Linked DNA regions of Gossypium hirsutum: region 1 is linked to region 2. Evidence: chromatin contacts called from public Hi-C data. All regions are on one chromosome and are shown on one strand. The core of a region is the stretch at or near the end of the contact, and the rest is flanking DNA. Distances in the headings are between cores, read along the strand shown.

Region 1 (4,683 bases), core at 922-3,421, 270 kb after region 2:
TACTGGTCCTATTTTGCTTAAAATGAAATTTTAGTTCTTGATGCAGCATGGTTGATATTCACTGATACGATCATACAAAAAGTTTAGACCGTCAAATCTAATAGAATATGTTTCATTTTGTGGAAGTCTTGGATTACGCGTCAACTTACAAAATACATAACCTTGAAAGTTAAAGTGGTTGTAATTTCCTCTAATTACAGGGACTTATTAAACGGGAAACAAGATTCACATCAAAATGTCCTGCTAATGAGATAATCTCAAAAATAGAAAAAACTGCAATGCCCATGGGTTTTGGTGTGAAGAAAAATAACTACAAGGTTTATCTCTTCCCAGCCTCTTCATTTTGACTGCTGTTTATCGTCTCAAGAAATTAGATGGATCAATTTGCAGTTAATATTCATGCTTGCTAATCATGGTATTTGATCATTTATTAACAACTCTACACCTGCTCAGTGAAGCACTGATGCTATTTCTGATGGACACATATTAAACATGATTCCATTTTTGTTTGTGTTTGTCACCAACTCCATTTGGTAATTGTCTTGGTATCAAGCTCTTTCGAATAGAACTGGAGTGTTGCATAGAGAGACTCGGATGTATCTAAATTGAGATGATGTGTAGTCAGTTTAGAACTTTGACTAGAAAATCAGTTTAATTTCCCTGTTTTTTTACCCATCTCAGATGAAGCTTCTAGGAGAAAAAACTGGACGCAAGGGTCATTTGGCTGTTACAACAGAGGTACCTCTGTTTCAGTCATAATTTTTTTTGCATAATTTCAGTTTCACCTTGTCTGAAATTGATTGAACATGATTATTAATGATCCTATCTATAACATGTCCCCTGACACTGCCTCTTTTCTTTTTCAGATTTTTCAGGTGGCTCCTTCCCTTTTCATGGTTGAACTTCGAAAGTCTGAAGGGGATACCCTGGAATTTCACAAGGTATTACCCTAATGTCAGTGCTGTATCATTAATGCGGTGGGCACTTTTGTTTAATAATTTGCTGATAACCATGGTCATGTAAAGCCATGCAAAGCATGTCAATTTGATGTTTCCCGATTCTAAGTACACCTGGTAGTGGTACATATATTTTCCTCTTTGGTTTGATATTACCTTGAAATAACACTGTTTCCTAAATTTACAGTTCTATAATAATCTCTCTACTGGGCTAAAAGATATTGTTTGGACAACTACAGACAGAGGAAAAGTGGAAGAAAAGGATGGTTAGTATATCGTTCCATCTAGCAGTGCGTGCATCTCTTCTGAATTGTCAATCACGTATCCTCCTATGATTTTTATTTATTTATTTATTGGAAGGAGAATCTAGATTCAACGTATTTTTGCTGGACTAAGACATAGAGATGTTAATCCCATGAGCTAAGTGGAATCTTATCCCTTCTTTAGGGGAAATATAGGTTGCCCTCTGATAGCTTCAGGCTTGAATCTTTTGCAAAATTATTTCAAGTGTGTACATTATGAATTTAACGTGGATGGCTTGGAGTATGTCAGCAATTAGCAGTTGAGAAAATTTAATTTCTGTTGGAATGATGCAACAATCAAAATAAGTTGTATTAAATCTACCTTCCATCATATTGCATGCCTGGGTATTGGATTTTATCTTTATCTATACAAATTTACTTTGAATTAAGGTTTGAGATAATATGTTACTTGGACTCGAGCAAGAGTGTTGTTGATATTGTATGTGTTTGAACATGAGTATGCTTAATTTTTTAAAATTTTGGACTCTCCTTGGTTTTGGGTTTTTATTTGAGTCCTTCAGTTATTGCAGGGTGTGCTGCTGGGTCTTCTCCACCCAATGACGGGCATTCCCAGTCGCAATGCGCTATCCGTTGATTTCTGTTGGGCGAATTGTCAGTCACCGGCGGCTACTAAAAAAAACAAATATTTATCTTGTTCTTCGATAGACGTTGCTAGAAACTTCAGCTTGTGTAAAAGAAGGCACTTTATATACGCATACCAGCTATATATTTGCTTCTGTATAATATGCCTTAAATGTGATGTTCCTATCAATTGAATTTGTGAATAAATAAAATGGGGAAAAGAAAAGCAAAGGAAAATCTGTTGTTTCACTTTATTTCTTTCTTTAATTCTTTTTCCCAATTATCTTTCTATATTTATCACATGACAACTATTTTTACAGAGTTTTGACCCAAAATCTGATCGTAGCATAAAAACGTGTAAGCCTTTGAAGAAGATTGAAGTGTCGTTGATATCCTCCTAATTTTTGCTTATAAAATAAAATGAAGGCCTAAACAAGTAAAAGCGAGGTTAGGGATTGAAGCCCATACGCTCGCGTTACGCGCGTCTGGCAACTATATACACGATATAAAAGGCAGCTGACAATGTCAATTATTCGGGTTTCGAGTTCGACTCACTTGGTCTCTGCTTTCGAAATCAAATTATTGCTGTAACATATACTTTTTCTTAGGCCAAAAGGAAGAGGAGGGAAGGGTCTGCAATGAGAGAAGAGGTTATTAGCTCTGGTGGCACCATAGATCCCACACCTGCTGCGAGGTACCAATTCTCACCTCTCTTTCTCCCTCCCCCATTGTCATCTCAATTCTCAAATTAGGGTTTTCTTTCGCAATCCTTCATTTTTCAGGTGAAAGTAGGGGTTTGTTTTCTGTTTTTCTGTGTGATTTTTAGGGCTAAGGTTAGGTTTCTATTGGGTGTGTTTGGCTGCCGGGAAAAGCGACGCGAGAAGAAGACTGAGGAATTAATTGTTCTGGAGAGTGGAAAATTATTGAGATTTAGTTAAAGCAACGTTTTTGGTTGCCGAGAAAGTGAGGAACAAGTAATGAGAGGATGGGTTCGGCTAAAGATATCCTAATTTTGAGCTTAGGCGCATTTTCTCTCGAACATGAAAATGGAAAAAGAAAATTGAAAAGAACTGATTAAAGTCAGTTTTTGGTTTTGACGGTTCACTGGGTTATTTATAATTTTTGTGCTCAATTTCATCCCTTCTATCTTGTTTTTCAATTTTTCTCTCAAGCTCAACTAAATGTATTTTGAAGCTGTAATTTTGAAATAGCTATTAAGGACCTGAGATAAATGAGGGTATTTTTACTGTTGCAAAAATTGTTGCTCTAGTTTCAAGTTATGTAAAGGAAGAGCAGAGTAGAAAAGCCTTGATGATCTAGAAATGATACCGTTTATCATTTCTATGCTTGTTTTGCTACGTGCTAAGTCCTTAATTACCTTGTTATGTGGCTACTTACCTTTAAGGGTGGGGCCAATAGAGGATGGAAACTGGCTCAACGTCCACTAGGAATATGCCATTAACTATCAGGATAGTCGTTTCCTGTTAAAGAAACTGACTTATACGAGGGATTTGTTAATATACAGTATGAGGAGGTATGGATATGCCTGTTCCATTCATTTTATATGAAACAGTTATATATATGATGTTCCATTAGGAGTTCAAAAAATATATATATTTATGCTACTTCTCCTTATCAGTTCTGCTGGTGCATCCTCCCCTGCTGTTCCAACAAATGTCGGCAGTGTTGATTGGTCTGGTCATGGCCAAAATTCCAAAGCAGCTTCTAAATCTTGTGTCGGATCCCAAGCCCAATGGATTTCACTCTATTCTACTGCTGGTGGGTCTGCTCTTGGATCATCAAGAACTTCATGTCGACCATGGGAAAGAGGAGATCTTCTCAGGCGATTGGCTACATTTAAGCCTGTGAATTGGTTTGGGAAACCTAAGGTATGCTTTTGATCTGGGATCTCCTTGTGTACATTTACTAGTGGATACACTTTCAAATACAAAGTTTCAAGTTTTTGCTTAGAACTAATGTGATTTCATCTGTGTTGAGTTTAATACTTACGAGATTCAGTATTCTTTTAGTTATAGAGTCTGATTAATATGATCTTAAGGCATACTGCTCCTTTCAAGTGAATTGTAGGTTGCAAGCTCATTGTCTTGTGCTCGGAGAGGATGGATAAACATAGATGTTGATAAAATTGCATGTGAAACATGTGGGGCATGCCTGAATTTTGCTTCCTCCCCATCCTGGGCTACTTCTGAAGGTTAGCTGCTGTAATTCCATTATTTGCTTTTTGCTAGTTCAGCTCCCTAGGAAAATATAATCATTGTAGTGTGATCATCACAAAAACTCAAGCATTTCAAGGTATTTGATGCTTTGAGATATGCTTAATGATATATAGAAAATAGACGAGCAACACTGTGATAAATGGACTGATAAATAGAACTTAGTTTCTGGACAGTTATGATTTTCTGTATCCTTTAAACGAATTGTGCTATTAGGAACTATAATTCATTGCCTTATGACAATAAATTGACATTGTTGTAGCTAAGAAACATAAGTTACAGGAAACATTAATGTTTATTTGTTTGTATATTTTTTCTAAGTGATTGCTTCTAAATGCTTGCTTCTGCTCTCATTCACTTTCTTTAGATCAGCAACGTGAATGATGAATTGAGCCATTTATGCTTGTTTTAGTCTTACTTGATGTTAAATTAGGTTTTACTTATTATTATGGTAGGTTGATTGCTTAACAATTGTTCTGGTTTCTGTATCATAGAAATAGAACTGAGCATTTTGGGTGGTTTGCTGTCATGAAATTAATATTGTGGATGATGAAATTGATACACACTGCTTTGATCTCTCCTCTTTGCCTTCTCTCAATTGCTATTGAT
Region 2 (4,147 bases), core at 147-2,646:
TGTTGATATGGAATTTAGTTAAGGTTGTTTGGATGAGACATGATCATTTTGATGCAAACATAAATATGAATGTTTGGTTGTGTTTGAGGTGCCTAAATGACATATTGGTTAAATGGACTTATGGTATATTGAAATGGTCTTATTATGCATATTTTGGCATGTTTTGATGCCTTGATCATAAATTCACTTGGCTTGTAGGTACTTGTTGAAATTGGGTGAAAGAAAAGGCTTGATTTTGGCCTATTTCTTGTCCACACGGCCTAAGACACGGGCATGTGTCTCAGTCGTGTATGACACACGACTAGGTGACACGATCGTGTGTCCCCTGTAGGTTGTTAATGGTTGCTTTTTGAAAGTTACACGGCCTAGTACACGACCTAACATATGAGCGTGTGAGGATATTCTGAGAGATACACGGCCTGACACACGGGCGTGTAGCTTGGCCGTGTGACCCAAGTCAGAGAGTTACACGAGCACAAACACGGGTTGGAATACGGCCGTGTGTCCCTATTTCGACTATTACTCGGCCTGAGACATGGGTGTGTGTCTCAGCCGTGTGAGTCACATGGCTTGGCCACACGGCCGTGTAACCCCTATAGTTCAAATTTTTTGGCTTTTTTCTAAACCCTCTAATTGTTTTCGATTTAGTCCCGAATCATTTCTAAAGTGAATCTAAGGCCTCAAGGGCTCGAATAAAGGACGATATGCATGTATTTGATTGAATTATGATATGATTTATCTAATGTTTGGAAATGAATGTTTTATGTTAGGATTGTACAGTAATGCTCCGTAACCCTATTTCGGCTACAGATATGGGTTAGGGGTGTTACAACCACCATATAGTAAAAATTATATTAAAATCTTGGGAAGATTTAGAATGTTAAAAGCATATAAAAAAATTCGAAAAATTGTTCAATATGTTTGCATAAATATTTATATAAATTGAAATGATTTGAACATATATGGTAAATTCAACTCAATGGATAATAGTTGAAGGAAGATTATAAAATGATCAAAAATACCCATATGCATTTTTATAAAAGGACCATGATCAAAGTTTGCTTATTATTGTTAAAACTCCTAAAAAGATCAAAATATATTTTTTCAAAGTTTTTCCTCACTCATAACATTATTCTTTTTCCCTTCGCTAAGAATTTTTTTCCACAAGGTTTTTATCTTAATAAAATTTTATCGAGATATATTATCTACCAATAAACATTCAAGAGGGAATATTATGAAATTTTAGGACTCTAATGTCCATTAGAAATAAAATTTTATATCTTCTATACTTTTTATGTTTATAATATAGATTTTGGGGAAGTTTTACAACATCCTATTGATTTCTTTTGTTGTCTTTATTATTTATTTGATAAAAAAATTAATAAAAATTTGATGATGAATTAGTGTTATTGGTTTCAATTGCTTCCGCGCAATCGAAACAACGATGGTATGGAGGCTAAAATGGATAAAGTTAACGTTGTGAGTATTCTTTTTTCCGGTCCCGTTCACACCTTTCTTCTCTTTCTGTAACGCGAACCCTCTCTCTCTCTCTCTGTGAAAAAGACAAAAACCTTGGAAGTATCTCATCCTTCCATTTCCATCCTACTCCGCCCTATCTCCCTTCCCTTCCCTTAAAAACGATAGGTTTACCCTCAGCCCATCCCCAGATCTAACCCCTTTTCTTCTCCCAACCAGATAATCCCATTTAGAGAAACGAAAAATGTGTCCGGTTCGTTCAGATCCCATCCACAGATTCCACTCCCTGCCACTCGATCACTTCGACCGTCTTCCCGACTCTCTCCTTCTTTTAATCTTCAACAAGATCGGCGACGTTAAAGCTCTCGGCCGATGCTGCCTTGTCTCCCGTCGTTTCCATTCCCTCGTCCCTCAAGTTGATAACGTTCTCGTTCGTGTCGATTGTGTCATCTCCGACGACGATTCTTCCCCCTCTTCCTCATCCTCCGACAAGTCACGTCCCGCCGGTCCCTTCTCCAACTTCTTGCGTCTCGTCTTCGGAGGCATTGTTAAACCCCTTCAAGCTTTGGGTCAATTCCTCGGCCCTAAACGCTCCCTTCTCAATGAAACGGTTAACGCCCCTTCCTCTTCCTCATCCGTCGGTCGCGGCGCTGATGATGATGATGCCGAAATGGGCCAAGCTGGTGTCACCCACCATTCCCCTACTCAAGTGCTTAGAAATTTCAGCGAGATTCGTTTCCTCCGAATCGAATTACCCAGCGGCGAGTTAGGAATTGACGATGGAGTTCTGTTGAAATGGAGAGCAGATTTCGGATCAACCCTTGATAACTGCATCATCCTTGGAGCTGCCTCCGTTATTAATGACGTGCATTCGCAAGTATCGGAGTATGGCAACGATGGGTTTTGCAGCAACAATAGCATTACCGGCAACGGTGATGATAATGGGAGTATTCCAGAGTCGTTTTATACCAATGGAGGCTTGAAATTAAGGGTTGTTTGGACGATTAGTTCGTTAATCGCAGCATCAGCAAGGCATTACTTACTTCAACCGATAATTGCTGAGCATAGGACGCTGGATACCTTGGTTTTAACCGATGCGGATGGACAAGGGGTGCTTCGTATGAACAGGGATCAGCTTGAGGAGTTGAGAGTCAAGCCATTATCGGCTTCTTCAGCTTCCAAAAGGACGCAGGTGCCGGCATTGAATATGAGGCTTTGGTATGCCCCTCATTTGGAATTGCCAAACGGGGTTGTATTAAAAGGTGCTACTTTAGTTGCAATTAGGCCCAGTGAGCAATCTGCTTCTAGAAAAGAGGTCTCCGATGCTTCTTGGTTATCAACTGCTTTCGAAGAGCCTTATGGGACTGCTGCGAAGATGCTGATTAAGAGAAGGACGTATTGTTTGGAGATGAACTCCTTTTGATACCCTGCAACGGTAAAACTCTCATATGCTTGAAATACTTGTCTATGCTGATTAATTTGTTACATGACTTTATGTTCACCATTAGTCCTTTAGATATATGGTTTTAAAATATAAATATGCTGTTGAATCTTGATGTCTTCTGGTTCTATTATGATCGTTTTGATTTGTATAATTCATTGTGAATTAGAGGGGAGAGCAAACATGATTATGCTAGGAAGCATCTCGGAATGCATGCGCTGCCTGAAATCTAACTAGCATACCTTAGCATCTTCATTCCTTTTTTGAGTTTTGGATCTGCATTCATATGGTTTATCTATTCATCTATTCTGAATTCAAAGTTCATTTTGCATTGATCAGGGAGAGCAGTCAAGCACAATGGTCAAGGGGAAGAAGATAGCATGCTTTTTGAAAGCTGATGACCAAACAACAATTTTGTTACATGTTGCAGCTTAATCTCGGTGCTGTGTCCCATGGAAGCAAAACCTTGCTTGGGACCACCTGTGAAAGCAATCCATGAATGTTGATAATGCACTGCAAGCGTTTCGGCTTTTGTGCTTCAACTGATAGCCTAATGCACTTGCTGCTTGTTTTTATTTCCGGCATATGCTTGTACGAGAGCACACCTGTGATCAGATTGATGTTGTAAGAGCTTTGAATTTGTAGCCTTTTTAACTCTGATCCCTCTTTTATGTGTATATTGTAGGTATGAAGATGTGATGCTTTATGTTATATGCTTATGAAGTTCATAAAGAAATGTAGTTTGCAACTTAGCTTTTAGCTTTCGTTGGATAAACTTATTGTAATTTTTTCAAAGTTAATGGATACTTTATGGTCACAATCTTGGCAAATTCAGTTTAAGCAGATGCTGCAGACGCCTGGTAGAGGTTGGAACGTGGATGTTGCTGCGGCTGTTATTCCATTACATTAGTTGTGATACAAATCCAGGTGATGATAAATCGATATGTGCCACTTTGAAAAACTTAGGTGGTGAAAGGGATCTTGGTGTGGTATTAGTCAAACTGGATTTTTGAGTCTTGTATATTGTTTAGCTCATTATGTGTTTAAAAGTGAATTCAATTTGCAATATATAAAATGTGCATTTTGATCGAGTTCTGGTTCATTGATTCATGTTCCAGTGAAGCCTGTCCTGCCCAATGTGATTAAAGATTGATTATTATATGCGGTGAATAAATTGTCTTCTATGTTAGACTTAGATGTATATTATATGTTTATGGGCGTGGAAACAAC

What was found. Hi-C and Micro-C count contacts between places; a contact is called where the count stands out from the background.
Region 1: a contact with region 2 is called in a Hi-C map of leaf, with 1.9 times the contacts expected there. The contact joins the promoter of LOC107901871 here to the promoter of LOC107901877 in region 2. A contact is called at or near these places in 2 of 34 Hi-C or Micro-C datasets (anther and leaf).

Annotation. Positions count from the first base shown.
Region 1 is chrD06:52,699,526-52,704,208 of Gossypium_hirsutum_v2.1, forward strand. LOC107901871 reads left to right here and starts at 2,172. Exons shown (of 9, transcript XR_005914603.1): 1 at 2,172-2,534; 2 at 3,480-3,729; 3 at 3,929-4,052. LOC107901872 (CBL-interacting serine/threonine-protein kinase 23) reads left to right here. Exons shown (of 14, transcript XM_041095499.1): 11 at 682-738; 12 at 867-941; 13 at 1,144-1,222; 14 at 1,789-2,089. The coding sequence ends at 1,853.
Region 2 is chrD06:52,435,112-52,439,258 of Gossypium_hirsutum_v2.1, forward strand. LOC107901877 (F-box protein At5g46170) reads left to right here and starts at 1,397. Exons shown (of 2, transcript XM_041095486.1): 1 at 1,397-2,911; 2 at 3,257-4,008. The coding sequence starts at 1,721. The coding sequence ends at 2,899.